Regions from separate parts of the Mus musculus genome. Here regions 2, 3, 4, 5, 6 and 7 are each linked to region 1. The links are chromatin contacts, called in public Hi-C, HiCAR-type, Micro-C and promoter capture Hi-C maps. All regions are on one chromosome and are shown on one strand. The core of a region is the stretch at or near the end of the contact, and the rest is flanking DNA. Distances in the headings are between cores, read along the strand shown. Region 1 holds the start of Mme (membrane metallo endopeptidase). Region 2 holds the start of Arhgef26 (Rho guanine nucleotide exchange factor (GEF) 26). Region 3 holds the start of Dhx36 (DEAH (Asp-Glu-Ala-His) box polypeptide 36). Region 4 holds the start of Slc33a1 (solute carrier family 33 (acetyl-CoA transporter), member 1). Region 5 holds the start of E130311K13Rik (RIKEN cDNA E130311K13 gene). Region 6 holds the start of Plch1 (phospholipase C, eta 1). Region 7 overlaps Plch1 (phospholipase C, eta 1).

Evidence for each region. Promoter capture Hi-C pulls out the DNA fragments that hold promoters and counts their contacts. A called contact is a pair of places that touch in the nucleus more often than the background predicts. HiCAR-type assays count read pairs that join an accessible place to other places.
Region 2: a contact with region 1 is called in a promoter capture Hi-C map of liver, with 4 times the contacts expected there. The contact joins the promoter of Arhgef26 here to the promoter of Mme in region 1. A contact is called at or near these places in 2 of 39 promoter capture datasets (both in liver).
Region 3: a contact with region 1 is called in a Micro-C map of palatal mesenchyme, with 2.7 times the contacts expected there. The contact joins the promoter of Dhx36 here to the promoter of Mme in region 1. A contact is called at or near these places in 1 of 484 Hi-C or Micro-C datasets (palatal mesenchyme) and 3 of 115 datasets of contacts at active chromatin or transcription factors (embryonic stem cells and stem cell-derived neural progenitor cells).
Region 4: a contact with region 1 is called in a promoter capture Hi-C map of liver. The contact joins the promoter of Slc33a1 here to the promoter of Mme in region 1. A contact is called at or near these places in 5 of 39 promoter capture datasets (cranial neural crest, embryonic stem cells, frontonasal cranial neural crest and 2 more), 2 of 484 Hi-C or Micro-C datasets (both in embryonic stem cells), 6 of 115 datasets of contacts at active chromatin or transcription factors (astrocytes, embryonic stem cells, extraembryonic endoderm stem cells and 1 more) and 1 of 9 other capture datasets (adipose tissue).
Region 5: a contact with region 1 is called in a promoter capture Hi-C map of embryonic stem cells, with 2.8 times the contacts expected there. The contact joins the promoter of E130311K13Rik here to the promoter of Mme in region 1. A contact is called at or near these places in 13 of 39 promoter capture datasets (the 3T3-L1 cell line, 3T3-L1-derived adipocytes, cranial neural crest and 7 more) and 2 of 115 datasets of contacts at active chromatin or transcription factors (embryonic stem cells and extraembryonic endoderm stem cells).
Region 6: a HiCAR-type map of kidney shows a contact between it and region 1, with 7 times the contacts expected there. The contact joins the promoter of Plch1 here to the promoter of Mme in region 1. A contact is called at or near these places in 8 of 39 promoter capture datasets (3T3-L1-derived adipocytes, cranial neural crest, embryonic stem cells and 5 more), 2 of 484 Hi-C or Micro-C datasets (Sertoli cells and embryonic stem cells) and 7 of 115 datasets of contacts at active chromatin or transcription factors (astrocytes, embryonic stem cells, epiblast stem cells and 3 more).
Region 7: a Hi-C map of uterus shows a contact between it and region 1, with 6 times the contacts expected there. The contact joins the enhancer-like site here to the promoter of Mme in region 1. A contact is called at or near these places in 12 of 39 promoter capture datasets (the 3T3-L1 cell line, 3T3-L1-derived adipocytes, the HPC-7 cell line and 7 more), 13 of 484 Hi-C or Micro-C datasets (the AML12 cell line, adipose-derived mesenchymal stem cells, cardiomyocytes and 7 more) and 3 of 115 datasets of contacts at active chromatin or transcription factors (astrocytes and embryonic stem cells).

What each region holds. Positions count from the first base shown.
Region 1 is chr3:63,293,247-63,297,436 of GRCm38.p6, forward strand. It overlaps Mme (membrane metallo endopeptidase), which reads left to right and starts at 1,965. Exons shown (of 23, transcript NM_001357335.1): 1 at 1,965-2,369.
Region 2 is chr3:62,336,405-62,340,594 of GRCm38.p6, forward strand. It overlaps Arhgef26 (Rho guanine nucleotide exchange factor (GEF) 26), which reads left to right and starts at 2,373. Exons shown (of 14, transcript NM_001081295.1): 1 at 2,373-4,169. The coding sequence starts at 3,093.
Region 3 is chr3:62,505,038-62,509,227 of GRCm38.p6, forward strand. Dhx36 (DEAH (Asp-Glu-Ala-His) box polypeptide 36) reads right to left here and starts at 1,951. Exons shown (of 25, transcript NM_028136.2): 1 at 1,681-1,951. The coding sequence starts at 1,902.
Region 4 is chr3:63,962,010-63,966,199 of GRCm38.p6, forward strand. Slc33a1 (solute carrier family 33 (acetyl-CoA transporter), member 1) reads right to left here and starts at 2,724. Exons shown (of 6, transcript NM_015728.5): 1 at 1,407-2,724. The coding sequence starts at 2,181. It also overlaps a transcript of Gmps not described here.
Region 5 is chr3:63,926,958-63,931,147 of GRCm38.p6, forward strand. It overlaps E130311K13Rik (RIKEN cDNA E130311K13 gene), which reads right to left and starts at 2,515. Exons shown (of 5, transcript NM_177856.5): 1 at 2,300-2,515; 2 at 307-366. The coding sequence starts at 2,413.
Region 6 is chr3:63,897,231-63,901,420 of GRCm38.p6, forward strand. Plch1 (phospholipase C, eta 1) reads right to left here and starts at 2,232. Exons shown (of 24, transcript NM_001370984.1): 1 at 1,997-2,232.
Region 7 is chr3:63,869,347-63,873,536 of GRCm38.p6, forward strand. Plch1 (phospholipase C, eta 1) reads right to left here. Exons shown (of 24, transcript NM_001370984.1): 3 at 1,310-1,428. The coding sequence starts at 1,388. Among named protein-coding and RNA genes, the nearest start is that of Plch1, 28 kb to the right of the region's middle. Within about 2 kb of position 2,110, at least 33 of the 459 cell types and tissues checked have an H3K27ac peak or open chromatin away from gene starts, as enhancers often do. A contact at or near this core is called in astrocytes, neural progenitor cells, second pharyngeal arch cranial neural crest and 1 more, where this site is marked.

The DNA of each region.
Region 1 (4,190 bases), core at 715-3,214:
TACTTACTAGAAGCACCTGAGAGCTCCTTTAAGACCCTTAAAAGAGAAATGATTTCAAAGTTGCATAACCTCCTCAGGGAAAAGACTTAGTATTCTTAACAAAACCTTTATGTTTCTAATGAACTTTAGTGAGATTAAGACTTGTATTAAAGCCGGACCTGGTGGCGCACACCTTTAATCCCAGTACTTGCAGGAGGACCAGGTCAGCCTGGTCTACAAAGTGAGTTCCAGGACAGCCAGGGCTATACAGAGAAACCCTGTCTCAAAAAAACCAAAAAGAAAAAAAAAAAAAAGAAAAAAAAAGGCTTGTATTAAACAAGGTATCTGCCCATACTGCTGCATGTCCAAAGCATAAGCTGAAAATCAAAGTCTGATGATGATTTCAGGGTTTTTACTTCCTTTTGACAAGCATTCTAAATTATTTTTCTAGCAAAATGTTCTTAACAGGAGTGAATATTTGAATTGACTCTCTATAAAAATTTCTCCGACTTGTAATGAGACTGAAATAAAACTATTACATTGTTCTTAACTAGTCTGAAAAGGTTTTTCATTAATGACTCTTTAATTGAGAAAAAAATCAATTTTCAGCTCAAGGTTGATAGCTGTAATAAATAATCGTAACCTAGTTTCTGTTGTTATCAAAACATTCTCCAGGGCTAAGAGTATTGCTCAATGGCTGCTCAAATACTTATCATGCTAAGGCGTTAAGGCCCCAGGTCAACCACCTCCTTTAGGTGAAAGAGATATTCTTGAATCTTGTGGATATGCTAGATAGCCTTAAAAGAGTAATATGTTTAAAACTTTAATGAAAATAAAACAAATCAAATGAGAAACGTTAAGTAGGCTATAGCCACACACATGAGCTTAATTTTTATTTCTAGTTGAAACGTGATTTTTTTTTTGTAATATTCTGACCAAACATTACTATACTAATCAGAAATGCATTAAACTTTTAATGCTAGTGGTTGAATATGGAAAGTTTGAGAACTAGTGCCCTCTCTCCCTTCCTCTCTCTCTCCCTATCTGTATCTATATATACATACACATATTTTCCCAACTCGTTTTATTGTAAAATTTAGATGTTTTGAAAATTTAAGTAAAATATAATAAAAACTAAGCACACCGGTGTTGGGGAGGAAAATCTAGCTTTCTTCCCAAGAGAATTTGAGTAACTCTCTCTTCTGTGCATTGATCCTCTGCAAAACAATCGGAGGCAAGATGACCTGGGTTCAAATTCCATTTGAGATGCTTCCCAGAGTGCTTGCCAAGCTGCCTATGCTTATCAGTGAGAGGTCACACATCTCTGTTAGTCTAGCCATGAGGACAAAGATGTGCTTGTAATACCCACAGAGGAAGAAAGAAGCGTGGGCACTTCCGTTTGAAGGTGTGCGTTGAACTTACGCACATCAATTGAGTTACTTTGTCTTGAAATGTCTTTCCATGATACTCATAATTTCACTAACATACATTTCCTGTTCTTGTCTTAGCTTTTTGTTTGTTTGTTTGTTTGTGTTTCTTTAACCATTAAAAAAAAGCATAAAGTTGGTTAGGGCAAAGGAGTAAGGCATTTTAATGCTCAAAGATCGTTTCAAGTTCAAGTCCTGTGAGCATGCTCGCACTTATGGAGCATGTGTGGTGTTCAAAACTTGTGATTCCAAACAGGAGAAGGATTAGTATTCCAACTCTATATGTACTTGACATTGAATGACTACATTGAAATCCTGGGGCAGGGGTGGGGGCGGGGCAGAAAAGTTTAGCCTTTCTGAGTTCTTTGGTTACAATAGCGGCTAAAGGTAATTTCCATGAAATACTTGCCTCTGCACAAAGACAAACTTCTATCTTTGACAAATTCAATGCCTTAAGTTTAAGAGAAAGAGACACACATAGACTGGGGGGGGGGGGAGGAGAGGAGGGAAGGATGAAGAAAAGAAGACATTGAAAAGAAGGGAAGGAGAGTGAAGGACGAGGGAAAACGGAGAGAGCAAGAGTATGTGAGAGAGAAGCATTCTGGTCTTAGTCAGTTAGAGAATGAGAGCCTGCAATCAGCACTACACAATCCCAGAGAGACAGTGTATTGTTGTCTTGAAAGCCACAAAGCTAAACAATTCCAAGAATGTCTGGCGAAGCCCTTTTGGGAAGGGCAAGGTGGGGGACGAACTGGGAGAGGGAGCCCCCTCCGCCCCTTTACACGGTGTGACAGGATTTGGGAGACCTGGCGGAAACCTTCAGGTCACCCAGGGAACTGCTCTCGCGGCTGGTCCTGTGCGGCGAGGCGGGGGGTGAGCGCGAGGCGCGCAGGGCGCGGAGATGTGCAAGTGGAGGAGCTGGACGGAGTGCAGGCGTAAGCTGCAGAGCGGCTAAGGCGAGGGGTGAGTCTCGGGGTGAGGGTCCAAGGAATGCGGGCTTCCCGGGCGCTCACCCGCCCGGAGCCCGAGTGGGGCCTGGAACCTCCCGGGACTCTGGCTTCGTCCCCCTCCGCGCGCTCGGCGCCGGGGCGCACCCTGGGGACCGCACAGAGCGGTGGGCGCTCGCCCGGGCTGGGGGCTACTTTGCCTGCGGCCGCCCTGGCCGGTGCGCTCATTGGTCGGGATGTGTCTGCTCAGTCGCCTCCAACTTCTCCCCAATCCCACTGGTGAGTCACCGGAGAGCGAACAACCGGGCACCGGGAGCGGGGCACCAGTGTCCCCGGGGCGCCGGGAGTCGGTGGGACGGGCAACAGGAGGACAGAGCGGGCGGGGGCCGGGACGCGCTAAGCAAGGGCAGAGGCCGAGGTCCCGCGCGCAGCGGGCTCCTGGTGCCTGGTCGCCGCGGGAGGAGGAGGCGTGTCCTGGGCGGGAGCCGCCACTGGGACCTGAGAATGTGGGGAGGGGAAGGGGCCGAGAAGGCGACCTGGAGGAGGACCCTGGGAGTGATGTCAGGTCACCTCCAGGTTCATTTTCATAGCTTCCTGCAGCCTCCGCCCAGGAGTTCTGTTTGGTGACCGAGAGCAGCGCTGCCAAATTGCACCGGGGTTCATTTGGGGGCTGGGAATTGGCCATTCCGCTGTACAGACACTGTTTTTATTTTAAAAAACAAGGTTTGTTTTCATTTTAGTTTCTATCGGATTCTCTCCTCAATTAACTCACTTTCCTAGTTTTAAATTTTCTTAACCTAAATGTCTTTTCACAATCCCACCTCTTCATCGTGCTTCGAACCTTGGCTTCCTATTATATAATTCATGCTTAAATCTGCCAAAGGGTTGGCTGGCGCGGGGTGGGGGTGTTCTTTAGTAGATGGAAGTTTTTAAAGACCCTTTCTTACTTAACCTATCCTGATCTATTTATACTCTTTAAAAATGAGAGTAACTATAAACCGGTATTCCTCTGAGCCTCTCGGTCAAGTCTATTCCATGCCCATAAGCGGCTCACATGGATTTTATTAAACTGAAAACTAGTAACTGACTTGCAGCGCCAGCTTTTGGAAGCTGCTCTGCTATCGGCAGATTGGCGCTGAGGGAGTGTAGCTGCACGCCCTTGGATTTTTTCTTCTTTCGTTCAAGCTCTCAAAAATATTTGTTGTGTTTTGGACTTGATTTTTTGTTGTTGTTGTTGTTGTTTTGTTTGTCTTGGGTTGTACTCTAGAGCAATGTGGATGGGACTTTTCATGTCAAAACTCACTTCAGGCCGGGGGAAATACCTACTAGTTAATGTGGCAGGATGGTGTGGGGGTGGGGGTGGGGGTCAAGCGGTCTTCTGAATACTACTACTTCAGCTTCCACAGACACAATCTAATTATGAAGCTGACTTCTTCCTACTCTGCCTTAATTTCCACTAATGCAAAACTGTAACTCCAAAGCACCACCACAGGGACTTACAGACGTGTATTGTTGCAGTATCACAATGTGCCCCGAGTATGAAAATTGCTTCGCTCCACCTTTCTCTTTAACCGATCAGTTATCTTCCAGGTTTCATAATTTGACGTTTGCTGATGCTGATGCTTTGAAATGTATCTTATACCCAAGCAAAAATAGCATTGCGTTCTTTTGCTGATGTTGCCAAGTTGAAGTTTGTGGAGTTTCTGTTTAGTCTGAACTCCAGATTCTGTGTTCTCTTATTGTCTGTGTTGGCATTTGTTTTTTTAGTTTAAGAGATTTAACAAATTTCCAGTTCAGGTGAAATATTTTAAGAACCTAGGTATGCGTTTGCTTATCC
Region 2 (4,190 bases), core at 1,123-3,622, 960 kb before region 1:
GGTGGGGGGAGTGGCAATGACTGGAATGAAAATAAACAAAATAAAATTAAAAGAAATAAATAACTTAAATAAATTCTACAAAATAGAATTAAATGGGCTATTCTGTATAGCTAAAATATAGTAAAATTTTAGATTTGTGTTAAATAAATCCACTGAACTAGAAAATGTAAAAAAAAAAAAAAGGAGAAATATTGTACTATTGGTGCTCTTTTTTAGGGGAAAACCATGCATATTAGTAGCTGTGTGAAAACAAAAGTATTCTAAAGCAATAGTATAAACCTCAACCAATTCACTCTGCTTATATTTTACACTTTGTATATGTGCACAAAAGAAAAAATTTTGACTAAGCTAATCTAAAAAATATCTTTTCAGTAAGTATAAAGAATTCCTTATGATGCTGCATTGTGTCATATTTTAATTAACTAGCTTTGCAATTCATATATTGTAGTTACGGTTTCTATTACTGTGACAAAATCCTATGCCAAAAAAGCTAGTTGGGGAGGAAAAGGTTTATTTGGCTTATACTTCCATGTCACTGTTCATCACCAAGGGAAGCCAGGACAACAACTCAAACAGGGCAGTGTCCTGGAGTCAGGAGCTGATGCAGATGCAGAGGCTGCGGAGGGGTGCTGCTTCCCAGAACCACCAGTTCCAGGATGGCATTGCCCACAATGGGCTGGGCCTTCCCCCATCAATCATGAAGAAAATGCCTTTCTGCTGGACCTTACAGAGGCCTTTTCTCAATTAAGGTTCTCTCCATTCAGATAACTCTAGGTTGTATATTAAAGATGATATAAGACTAGCCAGCACAGCAACCAACTGACTACGCCTTAGATTTGAAAATATATAATAGATTAAATGGAGGCTAAAATACACAGTCTGTGTGCTTGCCAATTTTCCTTAGTTTGTTGTTTCGATGCTGTTTGGGGAGTAGGCTGTTGCTCAGGACGGAGGTGAGCAGACTGTGACTTCTTCATCACAAGTCACCACAGCTCAAGAACCCATGTGACCTACAGGGACATTAACTTCTCAGGCCATTCTCGAAGTCTTTAAACTTTGATCACAGACTGCACTCTGATCCACGTTAAACCTGCCACTTATAAATCTCCACAACTTTCTGAAGTTAAATTTATTATATAAAACTAATATTATTGATATGAAAATCCCCTACAGCAAGGCTCCATAGATGAACATAGAATCCACTTATTTCCGTATGAAATTGTTAGTAAATCTTCTCAAAAATGATTTCGATATACATTTTGATTCCATTTGTTCGAGTTCAAAAAAGTTTCTGAGATCAAAGACCTTCACTGTGTCACTTTGGTAATTATAGAAAAACATAAAGAACCACCCTTCCTTTTGCCACCCAAAGCAGAAAGAAGCATGGCTTTAAACAGTGGGCACTCACATGAACTTTGAACACTTGGAGCCTGCCCTGTGTCTTGCTAACAACCAATTCTACAGATCTCATCAACCAAAATCATGTCTTCTCAGGTCGTACATACCTGGAATTTCACCAAGACATAGCCAACTTGGCAACCAACATCTAAAAGATATCACTGGCCCAGTTCATTTCTCTTATTCATCTACTTCCAAACTCCACAGATATTTATCACTTACTGTGTGCATGAGTCACAAATATAACCCCTGCCCTCTTCAAAACTACAATGCAAAGGCAGAATAGATTAAGCACTAATACACAGACATATAACTAAGCATTCAGATTTACAAATTTCGGTTAATGTGAAAAAGAAAGAGATCAGGTGGTTGGGGAAATCGGGGGTAATTCCAATGAAGTGACAAACCAGAAGGCCAAGAAATAAACTTGAAGGCTCTAAGACTGTGGACTTGGCTTGACTAGATAAAGCTAGTGAAAAAAGACTAGATTGAAGGGGTAGGCCCAGCCTCTTAATCTCTAATAAGGATTTGGAATTTACTTCTTGTTCGATATTTTATTCTACATACAGATTTTCAATTTATATTGTACACAACTACACACTAATAAATATTTTGTATTTTGTTTACTTTTACTGTGTGACTTTCAAACATACAGGGCACAAAGATTAGGACATTAGGACATGTAGAGTCATAGTCCACCTGGCCTCTCAGTCTCCTCTGAGTGCATACAAGCAAATCTGTCTGTAGTCCACACATTATTGCAAGCAGATGAGTGAGAGCCCGGAGTGAGGTTCAGTTTGACGCCCACAAGTGGCCCAGTGAAGTGTCGCAGCAGCACCAAGCTCCGAAGTGTTTCACCCTTCCAACCTTCCCCTCCAGGTCTAGGGATGATCAAGAAGCCCTTTCTCTGCTCTCACGACCATTCCCACGCAGTGTTCAGATCTGCGACCGCGCCCTCCAGCTGGCCCGTAGGGCGGCCGCCCGCGCTCCTGCATTCTTGCACTCAGGGTCTGGACAGGCAGCTCAGGTGTGCGCGTCCCGTTTACAATCACTGAGCGCACTCCGGGAAGGCAGGGGCGGGAACTCCTGGGCGCCTCGGTGCGAGCTTCCCCGGCGTGCTGGGGCGGGGCGTAGCGCGGGGGCGGGGCCGGCGCCGCGGGCCTCTGCTGTCCCAGGCTGAGCGGTTGTCTCCGCGCTTTAGTAAGGACCCAGGCCACCCTCGGGGACAGGGAGTACTCCTTGGTCTGTGCCCCGGAAGGGTGAGCGCGCTGGAGACCGCATACCGGGGACCGGGTGGACTGGCGCGGGGCGGGCGGCTAGATGGAGACGCGGGGGAGCGTCCCACGGCGAGCTGTCCCAGCCAGCTGAACTCTTTCCAAGGGTCCTGCGGTGGCGGCGAGCTCTCTAGGTGCCGGCGGGCTTGGGGGGCGGGAAGGACGCAGAGGAGACGGGATTCATCTGATCAACTGCGGCTCGGATCTCAGTCCTCGGTCGGGAAGCTTGGCGGGAGACGCTGTGCCCGAGAAAGGGCGGGTAAGTGCGGCGCTGCCGAGTCCCGCGCGACACCCGTGTGACCGCCGGGCTGGAACCCGGTTAGGCTCCCAGACAAGACTAGTTGTCCGGAGGCAAAGTTCCTTTCTCTTAGGCAACCTGAGCAGCTTTCCTCCTCTCGGGGCTGGCTCAAAGGCCCCGCTATGGACGGCGAAAGCGAGGTGGATTTTTCCAGCAACGGCGTCACCCCTTTGTGGCGGAGACGGTCCACCCCTCCGCTCCAGTTGCTCAGCCGGAGCAAGCCGCGGCCACAGTCGTACCAGAGCCCCAGCGGGCTGCTGATCACCGACTTCCCTGTGGAGGAGCTGGCTGCCCTTCCCACGCCGCAGACTCCGGTCCGCGTACCCGCCGACCCGGACGACAGGACGGTGTCCAGGAGCCCCCAGCTTCTGAGCGCGCATCGGAGGCCGGTGACCAATGGTCGCACGGTGTCCCCGGACTACAGAGCTGCTTCTCCTCGACTCCGACGGCCCAAGTCACCCCTGGTTTCTTACGCGGCGTCGGGCGGCTCCCCGAAGTCCACTTCTAATGGCACCGTGGCCTCGCCCGCGGCGCTGTTGTCGCGCGCCTCCCGGACTCCGGACACCCCGGCCTCTTGCGCCACCGATGAGGACTGCACCGGGGTGACTGCCAGTAAGGTATCTTCGCCCATTGCCAATGGCCTTGCCCATAAAACCGACTCATCTGGCCCAGTATCACAAACTGGTCAGCCAGCTGGGGACTTGGAGCTGGCCCCCTCGAGACTCTCTCCTGCTCTCCCACACAAGTCTTCAGAACAAAAACTGCCACTCCAAAGGCTGCCCTCCCAAGGGAATGAGCTCCCAAACCCTTCCGTGGTTTTGAGTACCAACAGCCCGGCGGCCCTCAAGATGGGAAAGCAGCAGATTATCCCAAAAAGCCTTGCCTCTGAAATTAAACTGAGTAAATCCAATAGTCAGAACGTGGAGTCCCATAGGAGGCTTCTCAAGGTGCGCAGCATGGTGGAGGGACTGGGAGCACCCTTGGGCCACGAAGGGGAGGAAGGCGAAGTCGACAACGACATGGACAGTCCCGGCTCCCTTCGGCGAGGCTTGAGGTCCACGTCTTACAGAAGGGCAGTGGTCAGCGGCTTTGATTTTGACAGTCCCACCAGCTCAAAGAAGAAGAACAGAATGTCCCAGCCTGTCCTGAAGGCCGTAATGGAAGACAAGGAGAAGTTCTCTAGCCTGGGAAGGATAAAGGTAGGACTGGGCAGGCTCACA
Region 3 (4,190 bases), core at 701-3,200, 790 kb before region 1:
GTACTATAATAGTAAGTTTGCCATACACATATATGGAAAGAACTATGAGGACCCACTGGAGTATTTTCATCTGCAAGCATGAGGCTTGTTTGAATGTAAAAGCGATGGAAATTCTAGGATAAAAATCTTATCAAGCCAAAAGTGCTGAAAAGAATTATACCAATTGAAAACCATGTTTAGAGATAATTCAAAGACTCGTTTTAGAGAGGAAAATGGTAAAAAAAAAAAAAAAAAAGTAATAAGGAGCAGAAATCATAAATGATTACATCAGCCTCAGAGCTTGAGCTGGGAAAAATCAACCCAAGGAGGGTTACAGGTTACAGCCAGATCACATGGTTCCCAGGCAACACCAATGAGAGGCAGAAGCTGCATGGCTTCAATAAACAAGTTGGGAAGTAAAGAATAAAATGATCTAAAGACCACTTAAGGAATCACGTTTTAAGAGACCACAATGGGACTGGGGTGGGCGGCTATAATTCAAATAACAAGTTAAGAGGTCTGACCCATACTTGCTGCAGAGATAAGCAAGAAAGCAGAGCAAACAGATTTCCCAAAATGAAAAGAGAAAAATCAATGCTCACTTCCACATGGCAGGTGAATAAACAACACTGGCATTTGCTAAAGTGGAAGTTTGGGGATGGGACTGGGATCAAGGGGTCAACTAATAAAAAAAGCCTAGCCCTGAGGTGTGCACATATGAAATCCCAGCACTGGGAATGAAAAGAGGACTAGGAGTACAAGGTCAGCCTGCACTATGTAGCATCAATATCCAGGGCACAAGTTACGTGTGTCCTGTGTATATCTGGAAAGATCCGCTTATTGAACTTATTTGTTTAGGTATTTCTTTCCCCCTATTAGAATGCAAAGGTCTTTAGCATTCAAAAAAGCATGTATGAAACAGTGTCCAAACACTTAAAGATTCTGCGCAATGATGGAGTTACTTAGACCAGGTCACTCAAAAACCATTATGTTTGCTGGGTTGGTGGTGCACACCTCTAATCTCGGAGGTAGGTGGATCTCTGTGTGTTCAGGGCCAACCTGATTTACAGAGCAGGTTCAGAACAGCCAAGGCTACACAAACCCTGTCTCAGGTAAAACAAAACAAAACAAAACAAAACAAAACAAAACAGACAACAAAAACACGATGCTTCCTATACTACAGGTCTTCAAGATACAAACCAAACTGACAATTTCCTGATGAAATTAGCCAAATACTTCTCTACAGCGTCTTCCTTTCAATAAGTCTTAAAAGAGGCGCTGCTAGTCAACAGAAAATTCAGAACAGAAAGGGAGAAAAAAAAAAAAAAAAAGACCAGCATATGACTCACTTTAATGCTAATACTATTACCTAAACTACTTTTTTCTCCAAGATCTACACACTTAAGACAGTGTTTTAATGCTTTTGTTGGCTGCTTCGGGGAAAAAACTTAAAGGTGACAGCAAGCATTCTAAATGATTGCATCCCCTAATAAGAGTCGGCTTGGCTAGAGTCTGAATTTAGCATTCACCCTCAGTTCAGTTCTCAAGTCCGTAAACAGAGCATGCATCGGCTGCAGCAGTGATGGCTTGGGATGGAGGCGCAACCCATCGGGTGACCCGTTACCCGGGGCTCGACAGAGGTTGCATCGAGCTCGAGCAAACGCCAGGGAGAGCAAACGCGTCCTGACGAGACCTCCATACCTCCTGCCTCTCAGCCTCCTTGTTCTTCTGCGTCTGCTTCTTGGCGTACCACAGGCCGATCTCGCGACCCTTAAGGTGTGCGGGATGCCGGCCCCGGCCGCCGCGGCCCCCTCCGCCGCCGCCCGAGCCCCGGCTCCCTCCGCCGCCGCCGCCGCTGGAGCCCTGGCCGGAGCCCCGTGGGCCCCCATCGCGGCTCCAGCTCTGATGATAGTCGTAGCTCATTGTCGGAGCCGACTAGCAGCTCTGCCAAAACTCAACCGCTGAAAATGGCGTCCGGGCCCGGAAGCGGGCGCACATTCCCCTCTGCTTTGCTTCCGGCGCCCAGCGCGAGAGGGCGGGACGTTGAGTGTCACAAGCAGACATTTCCGGTGACGTCACGGACGGCGCCAGCGGTGTGAGCCGCGGTTCGTGTTCTGGCCAGAAACTTAGCTCCTGGGTGGGCGTCCTTCGGATGGCGGGGAATTTAAACTAGCCTGAGAAAATGTGGAAATTTGAGTGAATTTTAATTACTTTGTTAAACCTAGAACTTATTTGCAAAGCCATGCAAATACATACCCAACAAAACCATCGACCATTGTGTACTCTGTCCTCAAAGACCAAAGAAGTTCTTATTTCTTAGAAAACGCCTGGCACCTCTTTCAGTCAAATATACGCACCCAAATACCTTCTTTAAAGACTCTCTAATACTAGGCTTGGAGAGACGGCTCAGCCGTTAAGAGCACTGACTGCTCCTCCTAGAAGTCATGAGTTCAATTCCTAGCAACCACATGGTTGCTCACAACCATCCATAATCAAATCCCATACCCTCTTTTGGTGTGTCTGAAAACAGCTATAGTAAACTCATATACATAAAATAAATAAATCTTAAAAAAAAAAAAAAACTTTAATCCTGGAACTTGGGTGTCAGCTCAATTGATAAGAGTGCTTGCCTGGCATGGTTTTAATCCCAAACAGTATAAACGGTGTTGTGGTGCAGGTATGCAATCTCAGCAAACAGCAGATGGAAGATGATAAATCAGAATTTGACCCTTAGCTGTATAATGAGTTTGAGGCTGTCATAGGTTACTTGTATCTAATCTGGCAGTTCCTCAGAAAATTAGAAATAGTTCTACCTGAAGACCCAACTATACCACTCTTGTGAATATATGAGAAGATGTCCTACCATACCACAAGGACATGTGCTCCACTATGTTCATAACAGCCTTATATGTAATTGCCAGAAGCTGGAAACAACCAAAGAATGGATACAGAAAATGTGGTTCATTTACTCAGTGGAATACTATTCAGCTATTAAAAATGAGGACATCATGAATTTTGCATGCAAATGAATGGAACAAGAAAATATCCTGATCATCGAAGTAATCCAGACCCAAATGGACATGCATGGTACGTACTCAATGATAAGTGGATATTAACTAAAAAAGTACAGAATACCTAGGATACAATCCACAGTACTTAAAGTTTAACAAGCAGAAAGGCTCAAATGAGGATGCTTCAATCCCACTTAGAAGGGGGAAGAAAATAATCATGGGGGCAGAGGGATGGAGGTAGCCGAATGGAAGGGGGAGGGGAAAATGAAACAGGATAAAGTATTGGGTGGGTGAGCAGGAGAGAAGCCCAGAGGGCCAGGAGAATGAATGGAAATAAGCAGCCAAGGGGATGGGAGGGGCGCGGGGGTCTCTAGAAAGTACTAAAGTACTAGAGACCGGGGAGGTGAGAGACTCTCAGGACTCAATGTGGGTGACCTTAGCCAAAATGCCCAAAAGTGAGGAGAGGGAACTTAAAGAGACTACTACCTCCAGTAGATAGACAGGGTCTCAAGAAGAGGGACTGGGTTACTAACCCACAGTTAAATTTTCTGACCCAGATTTGTTCCTGCCTAAAGGAACTGCAGGGACAAAAATGGATAAGAGACAAAAGGAAAGTCAGTCCAATGACCGTCCCAACTTGGGCTCCAAGCAACAAGGCCTGACACTATTTCTGATCTATGATGTGCTTACAGACAGGAGCCTGGCATGATTATCTTCTGAGAGGCCTTACCAGCAGTGAACTGAGACAAACACAGATACTTACACCTAACATTGAACTGAAGTTGAGGACCCTTGTGGTTGAATTAGAAGAAGGACTGAAGAAGATGAAGACAGGATGGCCCCATAGGAAGAACAGCAGTCTCAACTAACCTGGACCCAGGGAGCTCCCAGAGACTGAGCCACCAACCAGGAGCATACATGGGCCAAGCACAGGCCCCTGGCACAGATATAGCAGAGGTCTGCCTGGTTTGGCTTCAGTGAGAGTTGTGCTTAATCCTCCAGAGACTTGAGACCCCAGGGAAGTGGGTAGTCTTGAGGGGACTGTCCTCTTGGAGGCAAGGGAAAGGAGGAATGGGATGAAGAACTGTGGGAGAGGGGAAGCAGGAGGGGAGGCGATGACTGGAATGTAAATAAATAAAAAAAATAATCTTTACTTTACTTTATCTTTAATAATCTTTACTTTACTTTTACTTTAATCTT
Region 4 (4,190 bases), core at 1,474-3,973, 670 kb after region 1:
CTTGTTGAAAACTAGGGGCTAGACAAAGGTCAATAATAGATTCCTAGCACTGAGAGAGGAAAAAAAGGAAAAAGTCCCACTGGTTAATAATGGGATTGAGACTTAGCACAGTAGAAGATGGCTTCCCTTTTATGTAGAAGTACTAGGTTCATTTCCCAGAACCAGGAACACACAAACAGAAACAGAATACACAGAATATAGTTATGTTATTACCAAATTACAGAAACCTCAAAACTAGTAATGTGGTTATGTGTAAGCATTAAAATTAAAAACTCTTTAACTTAAAATGTTTTAGACTAAATCATAAGTCAACTATGGATAGAAATTAATTAAAGTAAGCTATTTTAGAATCTTCTGGAGAACAAAGTTCAAATTCCAGTTATACCAAAAATAAATAAATAAAAAGAAAAAAAAATCACACCAGCTTACATAAAGGTTTAACTAATAATAAAGTCAACTGTTATCTCTACCATGGTCACTGGCCGGCTATTCTGGGCCTCAGCAATGTTCATCTCTACTGTTCCTAGTTTGCACAGACAGTCTTTATTTGCAGTAGGTCCTCAGAATCCTGCCACTTAGCCAATTCCAGAATGCTTATATTAAATACTCTTCCCATTCAGTAGATGGGTAAATGGGGACTACTTGTGAAATAAAGGTGGAAAAAGATTGAAAAGCAAGAAAACATTCACCAAAACACAAAAGAAAAAATGTGAACCATATGACCCACATTTTAAAATGTATACTTCTGTGTCAGGCAAATGTCCATGGATCTTTAATTCAGAAATTTTGTGATTCTATCGGTTGCTTTTTTCCTATTCACTAAAGAGTACTGATCAATATGACTGTGTTAATAGGCTGACATAAGGAATACTTGAAAGAAGCACACTTTAATAAAACAGAAAACATACTTAGGTATCTATCATATAAGTTCCCAGTAAAATTTAAAAAGCCAGCTGTAGTGGCACATGCTTGTAATATTAGCACTCGGGAGGGTGAAGCAGGACTGTGTCTCAAGCTGGATATATAGAGCCTTTTAAAAATCCTGTAAACAGAATTCAGAAAAAATTCAAAAGCAAGCAGAAGGACAAACATCAAATGGTTTCTCTTCTAGAAAGAATCTGGAAGGAAAAGAAAAATGTGTGTGTGAACTGTTTAAAGGAAGACGACTAGGAGGTAGATGTAGAGAACAAGGCTGTGTTATGGAAGTGATTGTGAGCAAAGTATGAAAATCTCATAATGGAATCCAATATTGTGTTAATTTGAAAGGGAAATGAAGTAAAATATCTTGTGCATCATTAAAAGTAAAAAATGTATGCAAACAAATGAGAGCTCCCATCTGATGTTTCATCAAAAGCATTCATAAGCATAAAATAAACCTAACAGTATAATAGTTTTAAGTACACTACCTGAAAGGGTAACGATTCCCCTGGGTTGAGGCTGAAACCGCAAGTATTTGTTACAAAAGTCAGCAGATTCAAGAGCCAAAAATAAAACATTGCCCAAAAAGTAGCCAGCTGTTTGGCCCACAGAATTGCATGTCGAAGCATAGCCCACGTTTTCCCGGGATAACATAGTTAATGCCCAACCATCCACAGCGATGTCCTGTGTGGCAGCCAGGAATTCAAACAAGAAGAATGTCACAGTGAGAGCAACTACATCCGGTGTTCTGCCATCAATATTTCCGAGCAAACGGTCCACTTGAGTGGATAAATATATCATGAAGATTCCTAGTGTATACTGAGTAGGGACAAGCCAGGACTTGCGACGACCAAAGTTCTTAAAGTAGACGGCATCAACCAAGGGAGCCCAGAGCAACTTAAGACTGAATGGCCAGAAGACAAAACTGAAGAAAGCCTGATCTGTATAGCTAACATTTTTGCTTTGCAAAATGAGGGGGATGCTCCCCGCCAGGCCTAAGGGAATGCCCTGAAGCACGTAAAGAAAGAGTAGTAACAAAATGCTACTTAGTTCGGATCTATAGCTCCGCGGGGCTTTAGGTAAGTCACCAGGGCCGGCATCACCTAGAAGAACTTCCCGGTCCCCCTCCCCGCCCACCGAGTCTCGGCGACTGTCATCCCAGCCGCCCGGTGGCAGCGGGCCACTCTTCATATCCAGAGCGTGGCTAAACATGCCTGACCGCCGCTGCCGACTGCTGTCCTTGTGGGAGATGGTCGGTGACATATCAGAGACGACGCAGAGCCCGGTGTGTGGGGGCCTGAGGCTGGCGTTTTGATCAGTCTAGTCCCAGGTCCAAGGCAGTCTCTCTGGACCCGGGTCACGGTGGTTCAACGCCGGGAGGGCGGACGCGGAGAGACTGGTCGCTGTTTTGCAGCAGGGAGCCAGATCCCTGGCAGGTGGCCCAGGCGAAGCCTGGGTCGCTGCCCACAGGAGCGACTTCAGGGAGCCGGCAAGAGCTCCCCGTGCAGCCGCACCCGGCTTGAGGCTGGCGGAGCGTGCCGTGGCGCTGCGACGGAGTCTGGCTCTTAACTGCAGCGGGGACTCGAACGCTCTCTTGCCCGTCCACCAGCTGACACTGCAGCGGGCACCCTCCTCAGTAGACACCAGAGGTAAAGGATAACTTCCTGCCTCGCGCTTCGGGAAGTGGTTCCCTGCCAAAATGGGTTCCGTGCCTCCCGACGGAGCCAGCGAATCAGAACAAGTTCCGGTGGCGGCGACCGCGAGCAACGTTTGCTAGGAACCATTAATTCCCTCGATTCTAACCCCGAGGGAGGAATAACGCCAGCGTACCGAGCGTCCAGGACGGAACGTCTTAACAAACCCGGTTCCGTTTGCGCATGCGCTTGCATGGAACTCGTGTGCCTCGGCCATTGGGCCCTCGTCGCCACGTGAGCGCGGGTTTTCTGGATTGGCCTAGGCCTTGGTGATAACATTGCACAAGGTCTGTAGGCGAGTTTGTACTTATTTAATTCAGTACATAACTTCCAGGCTTGTAGTTGGGTAATAATGCTGCTTTGTGAACCTGCAGTTACTAAGCTTTGGTGTCAGGTTGTGGGTCCTTTATGCCCGACTAAATGGAAACACTCCTACCTAATACACAGAACGAATAAGGCTGTCCATTTCCCCCAATGTCAAGGAAGAAATGTAGGGGAACGCTAGATACACAGAGTGAAGGAGGTAAATTTCAGTCTGCTGCATCTTATTTTTTTGCCAATGGAAACGTCTCGAAACCACCTTTCTCCTTTCATGTCATCCATGGTTATGCATTTTAAGTGCATAACGACGCACTTCTTCGAGTTTTGGTGAATCGTTGGAAGCTCTTAGAGCTTGAAATGTTGAGATACTAGATTTAGTATTTCAGTGATAACAAAGAAATAAGTTTTCCAAGAATTTTATTGGATTCATAATTGGCCAGTTTTTCAAATGCCATTTCAAGTGTAATAGTACATGCTTTCTTCATTAAAAACAAAAACAAACCATAAATTCCCTTGTGGATTTGCTGCCTTCCCACTTTTCTGATTTCTACAGCTTATTAACCACTTAGCTAATTTCCCATGTTCTCTTCTCATTTCTCCCTGGGTCCTTCCTTTTCCTCTCCTCCCCCTTCTCTCCAGCTCTTGTATGGTCATAGAAATGTGAGACTTTGCTTATTATTATTATTATTATTATTATTATTATTCGTCTTTCATTTTCATTGTATTGATACTGAGTCCTGGGTTACATAAGCTAGCATATGTACCCAGGCTGGTCTCAAACTTATGGCCATACTCCTGCCTTAACTTCTAGAGTCCTAGGATTCTATACATGAGCCACCACACCTAGTCTGATATACTTCAATGAAAGAACACAGTGACCATGAAGTCTTCTAATCTTTGTTAAAGAGAGGAACAGAGTTGGTTGTGGTGGTGCATGCTTGTAATCCAGACTAGTCTATAAAACGAGTTCCTGGCCATCCATGGATATATAGCAAGTCTCTGTCTCAAAAATTGGAGTGGAAAACAGTTTATAGTGTTATCTATGTGAGACCAAAAGTCTCTATTTTTTTCAACAGGATCTTACTGTATGGTCCTTACTGGCATGAAACTCACTCTGTAGACCGGGCTGGACTTGATCTTACAGAGATCCACCTGCCTCTTACTCCTGAACGCTGAGATTAAGGGATGGACTATCTCTCCTTTTTGTTTCTGATTTTCTTTTCTTTTCTTTTCTTTTCTTTTTTTTTTTTTTTTTTT
Region 5 (4,190 bases), core at 1,265-3,764, 630 kb after region 1:
AGGAACTTGCAGCAATCTTGCCTCAGCTTTTCAAGTTCAGTGACTATATTATTTATAACAAACCAAATCCTTTATGGAAACATTTCCTTTTAAGTCTTAAAAATATTATGCGTATAGTCTGTTGAATTAAGTAAGTAAAATTCTGCACATTTTTATGACCCCCAAATAAATTCTCTGTTCTAAATCTTAACCAAGATCTTAAAGTGTGTTTGTTATTCTAAATTATAATTTAAACTCTCCCAGGATGTATCCAAGCAGCCTGGAGACCAAGTCAATTATCTGTTGCCTGTACCATTGGTCACTCACCAGCCGGACGCTCCTTATCAGCAACATTATCCCAGCTATGGCCATTCCCGTGCTGATGTTCTACAGGAAGAGAGGTAACGATTAATCCTCACCAATTACCATTTATAACAGTCAGCGTACCAACTTAAAAGGAAGGAGACTGTCCTCATGACCACTAACAGTTCAAATAACACAGATGTCTCAAATGCTGGCTGGACTCTTCCACATTCCTTCCTAGTTCTTCCTTAGCAATCTGGCACTCACAGGGACTTGAGTGAATGCTTTTTACTTTGCCTGCGATTTTTTTTTATATGTTTTTGTTGTTGTTGTTTCGTTTTGTTTTGTTTTTCGAGATAGGGTTTCTCTGTATAGAGCTGGCTGTCCTGGTACTCACTTTGTAGACCAGGCTGGCCTCGAACTCAGAAATCTGCCTGCCTCTGCCTCCCGAGTACTGGGATTAAAGGCATGGCCCACCACGCCTGGCCCGCCTGTGAATTTCTTGAATGCACCCATGGCCTAGCATTTCTAGCCTTACACCCATGGTGAATTTTGTACTTGGTAGAAAACCTTACAAATACAAAATAGCTGGTGTTTGTGTAAATGGTTGAACTTTAATATTAGTATAGTAAGTAACAATGTATGCATTTATTTGGCAAGGATTACTACTAAATGGCAGATACCAGACTGCTCTAACGTGGCGCTACAATAGCATGTCAGCAGGCCTGGCCTTGGACCTCATGCTCTCTTGCTGCAAAGCTTTTGCAAAGTTCAGCTTCCTCCAATTCTCAGCAGGATTCTTAAAAGCTGTTCCGGGCAGGGCATGGTGCTGCACACCTTTAATCCTAGCACTCGGGAGGCAGAGGCAGGCAGATTTCTGAGTTCGAGGCCAGCCTGGTCTACAAAGTGAGTCAGGACAGCCAGGGCTATACAGAGAAACTCTGTCTCAAAACAAACAAACAAAAAAGTTGTTGTTCCTTCCAAATACGTTGTCCTGGCTTTTGGCTACTCATTTTCCTAATCATCTGTCTCCCTGTTTGCCTCAGATTTTGCTTCTGCTACCTTCCCTCCCCAGAGAATCCCCTAGGCCTCATTTCTAGACCGTTTTCTGTACCTTTCTGACGTTGTTTCAAGATGTCTGTCAAGACTAGGGCTTTACCCACTCCACCAGGTTTATGCAGCTCACTCTCACTCAGCTTTACGTCCAGTTCTGATTTCCCATTGAACACTGTTGCCTCAAGCCTACAACTGTACTTTAAAGTCTAATGGGCTGTCTTCAAGATCAGTCTCCAAATTTTAATGTCCAAGGGCTCTACAGCTTTTCCCAGTAAATCATTTACTACGACTGCTCCATGACAGGAACCACCACCACCACAGGGACTTTAGCAGTCCTTTATCTGGTAGTAGACTGGCTGTCTAAGTGTCTCTTCTATGATTGAATTTCAGTGTCTTCTCTTGTTTCACTTAAAAAGAAAACACGAGAGGCAGGCGGATTTCTTTCTGAGTTCGAGACCAGACTGGTCTACAAAGTGAGTTCCAGGACAGCCAGGGCTATACAGAGAAACCCTGTCTCAAAAAACCAAAAAAACAAACAAACAAACAAAAAAAAAAAAAAACCAAAAAAAAAAAAAAAACAACCCCAAAACCCAAAACCAAAACAACTGGGGATACAGTTCAGTGGTAAGCACTACAATGCTTACCAAAGTTCGAACCCCAGCCCTGGAAAAACCCATCCTGGCTCTGCTCTGTTAAGGCCTCTCGGGCTTCTCTGCTCTTCCTGGGTATCCAGCCCGCCATACTGAATGAGGAGCTACTCTTGGGCCAGCCCTGTGGTGTCCCCAGCCCTGCGCCAGCCTCCAGGCCTGACCACCGCCGCCGCCAGGAGGGCAAATGAGGCGATGTCGCCTCCCTGGCCATTTCCCCTGTGGCCCGGCTGTCTTTCCGCCCCTGCGGGTCCTCTTCCAGGCCTGCCGCGATCACTCCGCTCAGGCTAGCCCACCCCGCCGGGCTGTGGCACCTGGACAAGGCGCAGATGGTTGTCTGCCCATTGCGACACCCGTGTCACCACGTTGGCCTCCCCTCGGTCGCGGTCCGGCGCCTGCGACCCGAGGCTCGCGGGCGGCCGCGCCATGTTCCGGCGTCCAGCAAGCCTTGCGGGCGCCCCCTGGTGGGCGGTAGGGGTCGCTGCGCTGCACGGCTCCGGGGTCCCCGCCCATTCTGGGCGTTTGCACTCTTGTCTCTGCGTGTCCTTGGTGGTACCAAGCCAGCCAGGACAGCAGAACAACACAAAAATGCCGTGAAAAGATAAGACATCTGTGTAAATATGCACAGTCTCTTATTCTTGCTACTTTTTCTATAAGCTTGTATTTTTATTATTTTGTTGTTTTTTACATTTTTGAGACAGGTTTCTCTGTGTAGCCCTGGCTATCCTGTAACTAGCTCCGCAGACCAGGCTAGTTCTAACTCAGAAATCCACTTGCCATATTTTATGGTGCTGGAGAGCACACCCAGAAACACATATGGCATCAACCTTTGTTTCTTTAGAAACAGGGTTTATGTTTCTAAAGGCTGGCCTCAGCGTCCTAATCTTTAGCTTCCCCCATACAGAGGCTTCTGCTGTGTTTCCGTGTGCCTGGCTTTCTAAATATTTTTAATGCCAAGAATAATAAAGGAAAGAGAGATGGAGATATACTTATTTGTTAAGCTGAAATGTGCATTGTGTAATAAATTTAACTTTGGCCCAAAGAGAGATCTGGCCTTTCCCATTGTGCCTGGCAATTCTAAAATATCTTACCTGATAAAATTATGTTTTACTCTGAGGCTTTTGAGCCTGTAAGAAAATCTAACAACCCACTTGTGGTGGTCCTCAGCTTGACCTCCAGAGGGGCTAACGACCGACCTGTTGGTGCATGGTAAAAACTCTGCACACAGGTGCTGGGAAGCATCACTGGCTGCATTGTTCCATGCTTTCTCACACCTGGTTGCTGAAAGGAATCAGTGTTGCTCAGGACTCCACAAGTGAACATGTTTTTAAAACCAAATACCCCACCTGAGGGTGCCCTTTGTCGCTCCCAAACTCTACAGTTAGTACTAGAAGCATTAGACGTCTTGGGACTATTGTTTAACTCTGTTTGGTTCATTATATTTAAAATGTTACAGGAGAACTTTCCTAACACTTGAGGCCCTGGGCTAGATCTCTATCTAGCATTGCAAAAATATAAAACAAAAAATGAAAATTCAAAAAAAAAACTTACCTTACAGAAATCAAATATATAACAGTGTGAATTAGTGTTTCCACACCCCATAGTTTTATGACTGACAGTAGCATATCACACTCACTTGTGAGGCCTTTGTTATTACTTGCTTATATGATGTGCACACACAGGTACCTATGTCAAAAGCACCAGAGAGGAAAAGAAGACATTACTCCTCTATCTCTATAGCTTTGTAAATGGACAATAGGAAAATAGTCCCTTAAAGATGTGAAGTATCTAGTTGTACTTTCATATCTACAGGACTAAGTCATCATGGGTATATCCCTCTTGAGTTCCAAGAACTGCTTGGAAAAGTTAGAAAACCAAGCTGACTAATCTCATCTCAAAACTACTGCAGTGAGCTCCGATCTTAGCTTTAATTTCCTGCGGAACCCCTGTAGTCTGTCTGTATCCCAGGCCTCGTCTTTTCAGCACTTTGTGCTAGCCTCACTCCTCTCCTCCCTTGGTCGATCTTTCTCAGGACCTCTCGCTGCCTTTGCAGGCTTCTCCCACCACTCACCCATACTTACCCTTTCCTTTACTTTCAATTTACTGACATCAAAACGCAGAATCTGATTTTTAAAAATACTTGTAAAATTTTAAACCACAGTCTCTGTGTGGACGTGTGCAGACACATGTGGAGGCCAGAGATTC
Region 6 (4,190 bases), core at 982-3,481, 600 kb after region 1:
TTTTTTCAAAACAAATTTACTTGAAGTCAATGAAGTGGAAACTATGTGAAACAGAAGCAAGGATAATTCGTTTTATTACAAGCCACTATAAATCTCACTCTGCCTCCCAACCTCCCCTCCCTTTGTCTCCTTCCCAGCCTTCCTCCAGGCACTCCCAATCTCATTATTCCATGATCTGCTAAAACCACAGTTTACCTCCTGGAACCAGTAGAACACACATCACTGAGAATTAGGGAATTGGAGACAGTTACAAGCCACCAAACAGGGTCATAAAGGACTTGAACCTGAAAATAAAGTTTTTCTAATTTTCAAGAGAAAAAAGTTTGTTTGTTTTGTTGTTTTTTAACATTATAGCTACACAAGTTGCACAAGGTTGACACTGATGGGAAAAAGGATGGGTGAGAAAACTTAACTTGGATGTTATTTACAGACTATGTGAAAAATAGTATGTTGGTGTCTTTGACTACAGCTTGCTGTTGGCACTAGAGGAAATCATCTTTAACTTCCTGGTACAAATAAACACTCGTCTTACTGGAATGCATAGTGTTCAAAACCAGGATGCAGAATCCTTAAGCTACTTCACTCAAGTTATTTTAAGCCCTACTTGGTCCCAAGAAAAGCAACTCCATTTTAAACTTTTATTAACAGTGATCTGAATTCTAATCAGTTTATTTACATAGCAAGTAGCTCTCGATCGCGCTGCGAAATAGGGATGCAGTCTAAGAAAACATAGTAACAACAAGTTATAGCACCCACTAGAAACCGCTGGAGATTTGTACTCTTACCAAATGCTCCCCTGGGTGCAAACAAATGAAACTTAAAAGACGGGAAGAGGTTTTTCAAGACACAATTTTAAGTCGTCAACAGACGGCTTAAGAAAGACTAGTCTGCAATAATGCGTCTTAAAACATTCATTTTCTGAACAAGATCATAATGCCAGCAGTAAGCAACCCACATCTTAAAAAGCAACGTCTCTGTTGACAGAGAGAACCTTTGCTTCCCTTCACCGGCATTTAACACACTAGTTCATTTGGAGAGCATCAGGTTCTGTACGTTATAAACAGGTTGTATGCAGAGTACACAGGAGCTACGATGTCGTCTGCACACTGTGGAAACCCAAGCTTAATACAATTGTTTAAAAAAGCCGCACCAGGAAATAAAGTCTTATTCATATCTTCCTTTTCACAGGATAAAAGGAGGTAACTTGAATGCTCCAATGAGCAGTTTCTCAGCATTATTTTTCTACCATGATCAAAATGATGACAGAAGAGAGAAAAAAGTTATATATTTTTTATTTCATACCTCTGGCTATCACTTCAATGCTAAACTCTTAAAAAACAAAAATGAGATCGTAAGTTGATTCCAAGCTACAAACAAACAAACAAACAAAAAGTCTAGAGAAAGACTTGGGCTCCACAGTGAAGCAAAGCAAAACAGCTCTGCTCTTCAAGTGGCGTCTCCGACCCGGTACTGTTGCCATGGTATCCCGCGCAGGCGCAGAGAACACCTTCACAGCCCGGGCGTCGCTTCGGTAACCCATGATTTGTCGCTAGGAAAGGGCAGTTGGAGTAAATCCTTCTCGCACCTAATGCCCGGAGCTTTTTGAACAGTAAGACTCGCACCGGCAACTAAGGGCGCGCTTCTGGGACCGCAGAACTGCTTTCCAGGCGGCCAGAGCCAGGGGAGGTCTTGTGGGATCATTCCGCCGCGATGCGGGACCCTCCCGGTGGCTGGACCTCTGCCACCAACCAGGGCAGGGAAGGTCTTGCTCAGGCACAAAAGCCCACGCGCTCCATTAGGAGCTCACGAGCTACTGTGGTCCAGTTCCTGGGCCGAGGCACCCTGGCACACACCACAACCCGGTGCTCGCGGCTGAGATTGCCCAGAAAGAATTCGAGCACCTGCTCGCGCAACGCTGGAGAGGCAGTCCGGTGCTCCTCTTCCTGCTCCCGGCCCTCTCCCTGTCCCCCACCCCCACCCCCTCCAAAGCACTGACCTGCTCAGCTCTGAGTATCCCGCTGATGAAGGATCCTCGGAGTTTTTGTAACCGGCTCAACCTCCCAAATGCTGGAGTGATCTGCTAGTGTCCCGGTGTGACTCCAACCCCAATTCCTCCAAAACAGCCCCCCAGCCCAAGATGGGCACCACTACACACCAGCCAACAGAACCAACAGAGGAGCTCCAAGTAAAGACCAGCGCTGCCGCCACAACCTGCTTTCTCATTCAAATCCTCATGCTCACATTGGAGCACCCTCCCTCTTAACCCTCAGCTCAGGGCAAATCCGGAACTGGAGCGCGCGCGAGTGGACTGGAGCGCCATCGAGGAACAGGAGCCAAGAACTGGACGTGGACCCCTTATGAAGATGCTACTGCTAGGCATAGGCCAGAACCCCTGGGAATAAAGATCTTCTTCTGTCCTCCCTCGCAGCAAATTTCAAAGAATTCCAAGACCAGGGACACCTCTGATAGATTTTCAGTTTAGGTGGCTAGCGGGTTAAAGACGCTGCTGGAACAAAGTTGGAGAGTTCAGGGGAAGCGAACTGTGCAATGTTCTTACAAGAGTTTGAACCGCTTCAAAAATAAAACACCAAACGACTAATCCTTTCTTTCCTCCCCCTTCCCCCTCCCCCCTTCTCCCTTTCCAATAAATATAGCATCTGTTATTTTCAACTATCCATTTTGAGTAAAATCAAATTGAGGAACAGGGAGTGCAGGTTATAGGATGCTTTGTTATCCCTCAGTCTCTTCCAAATATCACTCGTTGGCATTAATTAACAAGCCAGTTAATTGTCAGTTCACCCGCTAGCGGGCTGGAAAAGCTAATGTGCTGTTAAAGAGCACACAGGCGGCAGCGGAACGTTTGCACCCAGCAAGTGTTCAAAAGCTGAGTAAAGATGAGATCTGAGCGCACTAACAGTAGAAAGGGAATAGCGTGCTGCGGAGTGATCCGGCTTCAAGATTCCAGGACTTGGCTTTTATCAGTCTTGATTCAACCTGTCCTATTGTTAGTTCAAAGCCTAACTGGGAGGAACTGAGGACAAGACCCTCCGTGTACCATTCAAAGTAAAACTTCCCTCCAGTAAGAAAGTCAGGAGCTCTGGCATGGCAACATGGAATTAGCAGGGGTTGTCTGGGCCTGGTGACAACATAAACAAAAGTCTTTTTTTCTTCCATGAGTGAATTTGTTCAGGAAGTAATAAAGGAGAGTCTGAGGCTGGAGAGATCACTAGTCCTCTTTGACTGACAGTGGGGGAGTGGGAGGAGGGATGCTCAGTGACCTCTCAGCACAAGATATAGTATTTCACCTTTTCATCCGTCTTAGCCTAGCCGATACCATAGAAACAACCCATTTGTATTATTCAGTTCAACAGAGGCAATTACAATGTGACGGCAAAGCATCATGGGCAAAAAGAAACTTTATCCTGAAAGCTATCCTGGACGCTTGGAAAAAAAAGAAAGAAAAAAGCAACCAGACTAGTTACAGACTACAAGGAAGAATTCAATTTAGAAAAGGAATTGCAAGGTCTTTTGGCTTCATAAGGAAAAATATTTAATTTCCTAATTTTTCTTTCTTCCTTTGTCCTCTCCCCCTTTTTTTCTTTACCCAGATCGCAAACACCTAATTTACAGGAAATTAAGTAGGGTTGAGGTTGTAAATGTGAAGTATGCTTTGAGAACCTGAAATCGCCAGCACCAAATAGATAGATAGATAGATAGATAGATAGATAGATAGATAGGTAGATAATACAGAAGAAAGGAAAAAAAGACAAGCATTGTTTGCCTCGAAATTGCTTTTCTTTGTGTAGAAAAAGGCCTGTTTAGAGTTTCTCTTTGGTGGTAATCACCATGGTGAATAGAAAGAAAAAAAGAAAGAGGCAAGATAATTAAACTCTCCATCAGTCATGGTTATCCATCCTTTAGCCTCCTGTGTTTGTCTTTCTGGAACTGAAAGATCACAGACGCAGGGGTTAAAATAAACGCAGACACAAACTTCTTGACAAGTGTCTTTGTATGTATTCTTGGTTATGGTGCTGTTTATTTCTGTAACACTGAAGTTTAAAAATTTGAAACCATGCAACATTCCAAATACATGAAAAGAAGGACAAGAATGTGTAATAACCCCCTTCTTTCTTTTAGAAATATTTCTATTGTCTTATTTGTATTGGTGTTTTGCTTGCTGCTGTGTAACA
Region 7 (4,190 bases), core at 860-3,359, 580 kb after region 1:
CCCCCCCCCCCAGTGATAGGCTGTGCCTTCAAGCTGTGAGCCAAAATAATTTCTTCCTTGAAATAAAAAAAAGGCAAATAAAGACCGAGATATAGAAACATGCTAACTGAAATATAACTATAAAAACATATCAGAATTTTATTCACATCATAACTATGGTTTTAACTCTCCAGGTGAAGACATTTACAATAAGGAAAATGGCAATAAACTGCGTCATTTCAACAATACAGTAACACTCTGTCCCTTGAGACAGATAAATCTTAACAGAAAATACCATACGGCTGACAACATGAGTGTAGACACGAAGCAGCCAACAGCACTCTTGGGTGAGCTTCAGAGGAGAGCAAGACAGATCCTCACTTCTGAAGTAATATCCCAGTTACTTCCCACATCTTCCGTGTTGACAATAATGAAATGACAATAATGAGAGAATCAGCCTAGAAAGATGGACTGCAATTTAGGGGTTAGCTAAGGTGACAGTCTCAGCCTCCTTTCTTTACTTGTAAGATAAAGTCACCCTCTGCAGGGTCACACGAGGAGTCTTGAGAAGAGCGCCATACAACTACTGGAGCCAGTGGGTAGAGTAGCACTTGTCACAGACTTACCTTTAAAGTAATGATACACATTAAATCTGTTACCAAAATGAGGGATGAAATCCACAATGCGAAAGTTGAAAATAAACAGTAGTGTGTTTAATTAAGCATCACTCAGGTCTCATGAAACCTTTGCATCTCCTGGACTTCTGATGGACATTGCTCTACAAATTCCAATACCCCCGAAACCTTTGGCTCACAAATAAATTACTCCCATGGGAATATCTTGGTAGGAGGATGGACAAAGCTTATCCCTGACTATGAGACACTAAACAAGAAGCTATAGCCTGGTTAAAGGCAATGGTCTAAGACAATTATTATTTATCAGGAAAATGACCTGTATTAATAACCCTCTGTTGAGCTACAGTAACCCACCCAGCAGACATTCTGAAGTGTAGCAAGGTTCTCTGTTCTCTTTTCCTGTGGTCTGATACACTGGTTAAGTTTTCAAACCCCAAATAGTTACAACCATTGAAAAGGTACATTTTGGGAGTCAACAGGAGTAGAAAGGCTGAGTGGTAGGAAGAAGAACACCATTGCTGTTTTTTGAGGAAGTTCACGTTGATGAAAACTGCAGGTCACGGTCTGGTGGAATTTTAAGACAAACTCAAGCTCTTGGTTCAGCCCAACAATTAGACCATACTTGCATCCAAAACAGTACAATGAAAGTAATTTTCCGAAAGCAGAGTCTCAGCTACATAAGTACAACAGCTCACCATGAAACACGCGGTTGTCCACCAGAAAATGTCTGCGGTACTGCACACAGTTCCTCTTCTCACCGTTCCAGTAGTTCATTGTTGGAAGATGTCTGGCACAGCATCCAAATGAAATTGCCCTATCAAGAGAGACAGAATGAGACAGAAATGAAGAAAAGAGCAGGCACACGCTCACCCAGACAGCACATTGCCATGTGTTGCCTAGCACTGGGGGCAACATACAAGGCTAAAATGTAGACCAGGACTCCTCCAGCCCATAACAAACTTCCCACAGAACTTCCAAGAACTTGAATGCTGCTTTTTTTTTCCCCCATACCAAAACAATAACTCTTTCCAACAACATCATCCTGCACTCAGCTACTGCTGTCTGCTGAGGAAAGCAAGCTATCATTAAGCAGGTTTCAGGACTATATTTTGTGTTCCAGGTCTCAATTGCATTCTATCAGGATCCAAAACAGTCAATACTAATCAATTTCCAGAGGTCTCACTAGCAGGTGAGCTATTATTCTCAACTCCTGAATTTTGTGTTGGTGACATCCGGGTAGGTTATGTAACCAACTCGCAAAATGTTAGAAATTATTGCAGAGTCTAATTGGGCACAGATATGCCAAACTATAACAAAGTTTACTTGCCTTCTTTTAGTTCATTGGAGGTATTTATTTAGGGCCACTAATCCTTGGATCCACCCAGGCTTACAGATGTAACTAGAGCTGGCCAGGCCTCTAGCATAATGTGCTCACAGAACCTGCAGAGATTCCAGCCTCTGCAGAGACCAAACACTTGAAAAGCAGAGATCTGAGCTGATGAATTAAACTGCAAAGCCAATGTGCATGACCCTGAACAAGGAAGCCTTTGTTCACAAGGTTTGGCTAGTGACGTTTCAGAATTCCAACCTCCTTTCGGTTCACATCACAATGCTGGAGGTGGGGGGGAACAGTAGCAGGAAGAAAAAAAAAAACCAAAGAACCAAAAAAACCAACCCCCCCCCAAAAAAAAACCAAAACCAAACAAACAAACAAAAAACATAACAAAACTGCAAGGCTGGCAAGAAGCAAACCCCACAGGTGGAAAACAGTTTTGTCATCTGTCCTATTGCAACAGTCTATAGTTTTGTAAATGTACCCCAGTGGCTTAGTGAAAAAGGTAAGGTATCCCAGTGGGATAAGGTGTCACACTGGGACAGCTAGTGGAGGCTCCAGGAGCTTGGTAAGTTTCTCCTTAACCTTCCACAACGGGGATCTTATCTACCGTTCAGACTGCTTGCTGCTCCACACAATCCTGAATCCCTCCCCTTCTTTTCACTTCATCCCTGCCAGCTTAGAATGATGCTCCTGTTTCTTAAGCTGAGGGGGTAAAGAAAAGCATGTGGGACCACGGAGAGAAATGCTGCAGAACAGCTGACTACAGAAACAAGCCTACCTTTGCCCTCCAAAGCCAACATCTCATATTATATCCCAAATATTTTTAGATGTATAAATAATGTAGTAAAGGGTGGAGTGTGCCTTATAAAGCACGTGCTTAGAAGTACAGTGCCCTGAATTTGATATCCAGCAACACAAGTAAATTCACCAAAAACAATGAAATGTTATTATTTTTTTTTCAAAACTGCAGTACTGAAGTACCCCCATGTTCTTTCCTGTTCTGGTATCCTCTTTCCTCATTGCAAATCTCTCTCCTAGAATAACTATTTTTTAATATTCATTATTCCAGCATTTTACCTAAATACACAATTTTGAAGTCCTCTGTATTATTAAGGGCACTACCTTTTCCAAGAAAATACGTTTTTCATAATTAACAGTAGTATCGCTCACTTACAAAATATGTGCATGTCACTTACACTTGCTAATGTACATGGAACTAAAAAGAAGACCATCCCCAGTGGAGAGATAAGGACACCAACCCACCTATAAAACTTTTCACCCCAAATTTGTCCTTCCACAAGAAATGCAGAGACAACAATGGAGCAGAGATTGAGGGAATGGCCAACCAATTACTGACCCAACTTGAGACCCATCCCATGGGTAAACAGCAATCCCTGACACCTTTATACATGTAGACCAAAGCCTAGCATAACAGTCCTCTGAGAGGCTACACCCAGCTGCTGACTGACACAGATGCAGAGACCCACAGCCAAACATTGGATGGAGCTTGGGGAGTTTTATGGAACAGTTGTGGGAAGGATTATGGGCCCCAGAGAGGATGGGAAATCCACAGGAAGATGAACAGAGTCAACTAACCTGGACTCTTGGGAGCTCCAGGGACTGAACCACCAACCAAAGAACATATGCCCTCTGTGGATTCTGTTTTCCTAACAGAAAAGGCTGCCTTGTCTGGCCTCAGTGGGAGAGGATTGGCCTAGCCCTGAAGAGACTTGATACGCCAGGGTGTGGGAGATGTGGGGGGTGGGGGTGGGGCAGGGGGGTGAGGGTGGATCCACCCTCTCAAGGAAGAAAGTAAGGGGGAGGGACTGTGTGAAGCAGGGACTGAGAGGAGGAGGAGGGGCAGTGATCAGGATGTAAAGGGAATTTAACAATAATAAGAAAAAAGACCCTATCTCTATTCATGCTCATTTTCCCTTGCTAATTCAATTTTGTGGGTTTTTTTTTTTTTGTCATTATCAGATTTTGCTCCCTGTGCTCATCGCTGATCCAGATGTTTATAGTTAGCAAAGCAGGTACTCATGCAGCCTTCTCATCCACGCCCTATTAATCTTCGGAGACAGGTACTGTTATCTCCTTCTACCACACCAAAGAAGAGGAGATGCTATTAGACTGATTTGTTTACACTGCCAGGAAAAGTCAGAAACACAACCTTCAATCATATCTTCAGATTCCAAACGCAAGTTTCTAACCTCCACAGGCCATAAGGGACAAGGCTGTTA